Linked DNA regions of Arachis hypogaea: region 2 is linked to region 1. Evidence: chromatin contacts called from public Hi-C data. All regions are on one chromosome and are shown on one strand. Each heading gives the region's core, a stretch centred on a gene start, on an enhancer-like site or on the middle of the called end of the contact. The rest is flanking DNA. Distances are from core to core; before and after follow the strand shown. Region 1 has its middle 36 kb from the start of LOC112696966. Region 2 has its middle 14 kb from the start of LOC112696970.

What was found. A called contact is a pair of places that touch in the nucleus more often than the background predicts.
Region 2: a Hi-C map of an unstated tissue shows a contact between it and region 1, with 5 times the contacts expected there. The contact joins two enhancer-like sites. A contact is called at or near these places in 5 of 8 Hi-C or Micro-C datasets (leaf and an unstated tissue).

The regions. Positions count from the first base shown.
Region 1 is chr6:93,199,427-93,202,713 of arahy.Tifrunner.gnm2.J5K5, reverse strand. No RefSeq gene overlaps it. Among protein-coding and RNA genes, the nearest start is that of LOC112696966, 36 kb to the right of the region's middle. Within about 2 kb of position 1,978, at least 2 of the 3 cell types and tissues checked have open chromatin away from gene starts, as enhancers often do.
Region 2 is chr6:93,339,264-93,342,284 of arahy.Tifrunner.gnm2.J5K5, reverse strand. No RefSeq gene overlaps it. Among protein-coding and RNA genes, the nearest start is that of LOC112696970, 14 kb to the right of the region's middle. Within about 2 kb of position 1,689, at least 3 of the 3 cell types and tissues checked have open chromatin away from gene starts, as enhancers often do.

The DNA of each region.
Region 1 (3,287 bases), core at 729-3,228:
TTCGAAGAATTCTCTTTTATTTTAGAGAAATTCTATATATAGGCAACATTTTTTTTATTTTGTATTATATTTAAATCAACACGAATCAATTCTTTGTTTTTAAACTAAAAATGTTGACTAACTAACATTATTTATTTATTGAGATAAAAGAACCCAACATTTAGAATGCGAGAGGAGGCGAAGATGTAATGGTCACAATATATATAAAGAATTATTTAATTAATCAATCAGCATTTAGAGGTATTTGTTAAGAAAATTCATTTTAGAAAAATAAAAATACAAAAAAAATATCATAATATTAAGTATTTCTTAAGTTTAATTTTTCTTTCGTTTTGAAAATAAAAAAGAGACAATTATTTTATATATATATATATATATATATATATATATATATATATATATATATAATTTGCTGTGTATTTGACAAAAGTAAAATCACATATTTTCTATATTTATATTAGGAATAAATGATTATTTATATTCATGAAAGATGATAACGCTGACATATGTATTTACGATAGATTGAAATTAATTTTGTACCCACAAAAATTACTCTACGTGCGGCAAAAGTACTTTGCTTTAGTTTATGCACTTGCTTCGTTATTATCCGAACCTACGTGACACTCCAACCCTCCAAAATCCTATCCCTCTTCAATTCCATTTCTAATTTCAACCATCCATCCCTATTCCATGGCAGCAGCTTCCTCCTCCTCTGCAACCATGGCCGCTCTTCCGTCCCTTCACACCTTCGTTTCATCCTCGCACTCTCCTTTCCAACTCTCCCTCTTTTTCAAACCCTTTTCCATCAAAAAGTGAGAAGCTCCAAACAATCACAAAATACCTATGGGGATCGAGAATACCATGCTATGCCTCCATCAGAGACTATTTTTCAATTTGGGTTCAATCCCTCAAAAATCGAGTTCTGAACCGGCATCGAACTACAGGTGCCGCTGCTGTTTGGAGATCACAAACCCTACGCTGGAGTATGAGACTTTTTTTCAAAATGGCTTCAAACCAGTCGTTCGTCCCTGAGATCGGACCTGACGGTCTCCCTCGATAAGCTTCCGTCATTAGCTACACCAAGAAGGTGCTTCTCTATTTTTCGCTCTTCAATTCAATTCCGTCGTTACTTCCTTTTCTCATTCTTTGATTTCTTTCTTTTTCTTGTTGCAGATCATCGAAGAAGAGAGGCTTCAGTTGTACAGACAACTTCTCTTTTTTTTTTACTCTTTTTTTATTCATTTGGATCTGGCGATGAATTTGTGCTCAGTTCTTGATTCTTTTTGTGTGGTTGTATTTGCGGCATTATTTCAAGTTAGGTTGTTTTAGTTCAATGGTCGAATTGAATTCATTATTTTTTTGATCTTTTGGTTTACAAGTAATTTTAATTTTTGTTTTTTTGAAGTAGAAATTGGACATCAATTTTATATAATTCAATGATTCTTCTGGCAAAGATAACTAAAATTCTGTGATTATAAAGATTGAAGATGCAATAACAAGTTAGAGAAGTAATAGGAGGGTTTGAAAAAGAGGGAGAATTGAGAAGGAGAACACGGAGATGAGGCGAATTTGCGAAAGGATGGAAGAGCGGCAGAGGAGGAGGAAGCTGCCGCCATATAATAGGGATGAGTGGTTGAAATTAGAAATGGAATTGTGCCGCCATATAATAGGGATGAGTGGTTGAAATTAGAAATGGAATTGAAGAGGGATAGGGTTTTGAAAAGTTGGAGGTGCCACGTATGTTCGGATAATAATGAAGTAAGTGCATAACTAAAACAGGATATTTTTGTCACACGAAACACAATTTTTATGGGTATAAAATCAGTTTCGATCTATCATAAATACATATGTCAATGTTATCATCTTTTATGGATACAAATGATGATTTATTCAGTATGGTTCAACAATAAAATGCACTTTATTATTATATTGACGCACACTAGTTAGTACACAAAACGTAATATAATATTAATTGACGTTTAATTAATGATTAACGATGTAGACATGTAGTGCCTCAAGGTCCAGGTAGCAGCCCCTCGTGGTAAGCGTGGCTGCCTTGAATTTTTTGTTTCTTTTTCTGCTTATGGTCCATTACTCTTACAAAAAGATTTTTCACATTGTTTCTAGAAGAATCGAGAATTTCTTGCTTATTTTTCCTTCCAACTCCTACTCCCTTTTCTTTGTTTCTTTCTTTTTCTTAATAGCTTCTCTACCTCACAGTTCTAGAAGACGTAACTCGTAAGGCAATGCAAGAATTATTGATTGCATATACTAACAAATATAAATTAAAATATTAGAGATGATGCAATAGAATAATTTGTATAAACTAAAGAATATTCAATAAAAGACTTTTGGAACTTATACTAATAATCTATCCAAAAAGGTAATACAAAATATTAGGGTGAAGAATGAAGATGATGCAATAATAGAATTAGTAAAAACTAAAGAATATTTAATAAGAGATTTTTGGAACTTCTTCAAATCGGTATATAGCGTGGCGGTTTTGCATTTTTCCATCATAATTAGCCGAATGCATAGGGGAGAACAAATTAAACACGTTTTAAAGATTCGTTGAGACAATTGTCAAAATGCATGGTAAAACTCTCTCACGTTACAAAATTGAAAAAAAAGAATTATGTCATTGACAAAATAATTCCACAAAAAATAAGCTGTACTTGTGACCCATCAAAATGGCAACAGTAAATGTCCAATCATAATTATTAGGTTATTTTTGTTAACGTCAATGTTTTAATAAAATTCAATATCTAAGTCAAACAATTAAGTCGAATTAAATTTTTATAATTTAATTCACTTTTACGTGCCACTCTTTTTAATAAACCTTCAATTTAATGTGCAAATATATATAGGAAAATTTTCTAGTCCATACATATGAATCACATGAAATATCTATACATATAGATCCGTTGTGACAGTTAGCATGTTGCGATGCATAACTTCCTTCCTCTGTGGTACATGAAAAACTGCGCATAACACATCGTAGCATATAGTTAGTAGAGTGTGTCAACGGTATACATTAAGAGATTAATGTGTGTGGGATTATGATTTTTTTAAAAGTGGGCTGAAATTGTTTGGACTTATAATTGTTTGGGCTTCTTTAGGGTTAATGGGGTTTTTGGTTTTTTATGATGGTCTGAGGTCAAGAAAATGGATTGAAGAAAAAAAAAAGCGTTATGAGAATCTTTATTTTTATTCTAAATAAATATATATTATAATTAAGTATATAAAGTTGAATGATTTTTTTATTCTAATCTTTGAGTGTGAGTGGT
Region 2 (3,021 bases), core at 440-2,939, 140 kb before region 1:
TAAAAAATATTTGTTAGCTAATTCTAATAAAAAATTAAAAAATAATTATTTTCATAGCTTGAATGCCTCAGCACAAAGTTGTTTATAGCATACAACGAACAATTATAAAAATGAATGTTCATAATTATTTTACTGCATTGATGCTGTTATTAAGTATGATTTTTTATTATATAGTATTTTTATATGTAAAGTTGTAAACCACAAAAAATGTCATCTAATTATTAAATCATTGAAAAAAATTATTTTCTAAATGTATTTACAATAAAAATATTTTTAAAATATATACAACAATAAAGTTATGAAAAAAATAATTTTTTATAAATAACAATTTTTTTTGTATTTGACAAATTATTTATATATTTAATTTAAGATTTTATAAGAATATTTGAAAAATTTATTTAGAATGTGCATGTAAAAAATAAACCAAAATTTGATCTCTTCATTTTTTTCATTTCTTCAAAATATTTTTTGTCATTTAAAAAAATCGCTAAAATATATCTACTTATTGAAAAATAATTAAATTTTATAAATAAAAATATCCTATTTTTAATCATTATTGTAAAAAATCGCCTTAAAAACTGATATCTAAAACCCTCTTTATGAATATATATATAGTTAAAGGTTGAGTACTCTTGTTATGTTTTAAAATATTTTAATGGTATTTTCGTGTTATCAAATTTCACAGATATTTTTGTTAGCAATTTGATAATTTAAGGTCATTTTCGGTGGTTTATTTTTTTTAATTATCTAAGGGTAAACTGTCAAAATCAATGACGAAAATAACAAAAAAATATTAACAACAAAGAAATTTTTAAAAAATTTAAAAATATGACATAATAATTAGTTATTAAATATATATTTTTGAAAGAGTTTAGAAATCAAATTTTAATACAATTTTTTTAAGCATTATTAAAAAATAAGATATTTTCATCCCTTAAATTTAGTGATTTTATACTAAATAAATTTTTTATTTTTTTATTGTGAATGACTAAAATTTAAAAAATGAAAAATTTTTCTATAGATTAACTTTTATTTTGATATTTTGTTTGCACATTCTAAATAATAATCTAAATATTTTCACAAAAATCGAATTAAATACATAAGTTATTTGTTAAATATAAAAGTTATTTGTCTTTTATAAAATAATATAACATTTTTTAATTATTTTATCACATTTTTAAATTTTTTAAAAAATTATTTACCGTTCATATCTTTAAAATTGATTTTGATCAATGATATAAATTTTCAGATATTATTTTAGTACTTTACTTTTTATTTAAATAGGGTATAATGAACAAATACATTTGACAATAAACTTTTGGTATTATTTTATTTGTTTTTTTTAATTCAGAGTGTGTATAATAAAAAAAGATACACTTAAAAATATCAAAGGAAAATTAAAGATGCACTTATTTCTTCCGATGGTAAGTAAAATGCACTTGCTTTAAGGCAGATACATCATTCACCAAACTAGCAGCTCATGTGCTGGATTTTTCCTTTTTTTTTATGTATTTTTCTTGGACATGTTCTTTCTCTTTTTCCTTTTTTTTTTTTTGGTTTTTGGTCTTGACATGTTCTGTCTCTCTGTTTTCCATTTGTCCGAGCTTTTCAATTGGGCTTATACTGCACTCAGGCACACTTAACATAGGTTTTTAACCCAATACAGTTTTGATGGGTGCCTCAGTTGTGTGCTGGCTTTCTCATTTTTTTTTTAATATTTGGTGCTTTTGTACAGGAAGTCGATATAGGCCTCTTTGCATTGGTCCACAACAGGTTCTGTAGTCATGGTATTTTTGTTTTTGCATGAAATCTATACCATTCCAATTGAAGTCCAAAAATAAGATAATTAAGATCATAGACTAGCTAACCAATTTGGGTTGGCTGACAACTTACTCTTTCGTTTAAACAAATATTAGAGGTACGAATTTCATCTCGTGCAACTTATTGGTTTAGTGACAAATTCTTAAATGAAACTCAAATCTGCGACGAATTAGTTCTTAACTTAATTAGCATGGTTTTGAAAACCGAATCAACAATTGAATCGGTAAAGTTAGAAGTTTAAAATTTTAAAAATTCAACCGAGATTCAATCAAAATTGAACCGAATATAATAAAATAATATTTTTATGTATAAAATATATAATATTTTTAGAACAAAATAATTTTATATCTTATTATTTTAAATAGATTAACCGTTTAAAAACTGCATTAGTTTTTTTAATTCTTTGGCCGAATTATTGCCAACTAATTTTTGCTTGAATTTAATCAGTCTGATAACAAATTTCTAATTAATCCGGTTAAACTGATCGATTCGATCTGTCAAAACCATGATAACTAATAAAAAGGTATGATATATACTTAGCAATAATCTCAAAACAAATTTTGTTGTCTTCATTTTCTTTTATTTTTTCAACGAGAAAATTGTCATTGTATAATTTATCTTCCAATATATATATAACTACTTGCTTTAACTTGTATGCGTATCAGAAATCAAATAATGTTAAATAAGATGCCATCAATAAATAAATCTTTTATGTTTTCTAAGATTGTAAATTATTTTTTAGATCCAAATAAATAGAATGGTCAGAAATAATTTTTAATCTATTACTACTATCATTTTTATGTTGTTGTAGCATCAAATTTCTAGATGCATATAATAAACATGAAATACTTGTTAATTAAACCGAAATTTCTTAGCCTAAAATTTGTTATCCGGTTTGGTCATATATATATATATATATATATATATATATATATATATATATATATAAAGTTATTTTTAATTGTAGGGTTAATTATTGCAGAAACAAAGGATATCAGTATATACTTTTTGAGACTTAACAATATATCTTTTTTATTATAACTAAAGATCGTTAAATGATTTATGAAAACTGATAACTACTGATTAATTGTCTAAATTACTAAATAATTTTCTTATTCTTATACGAGTTGCATATGAGCTTGTTTGTTAGTTCTAACATATGAAAGGGCCAATAAAAAATTGATATCAAACACAGCATAC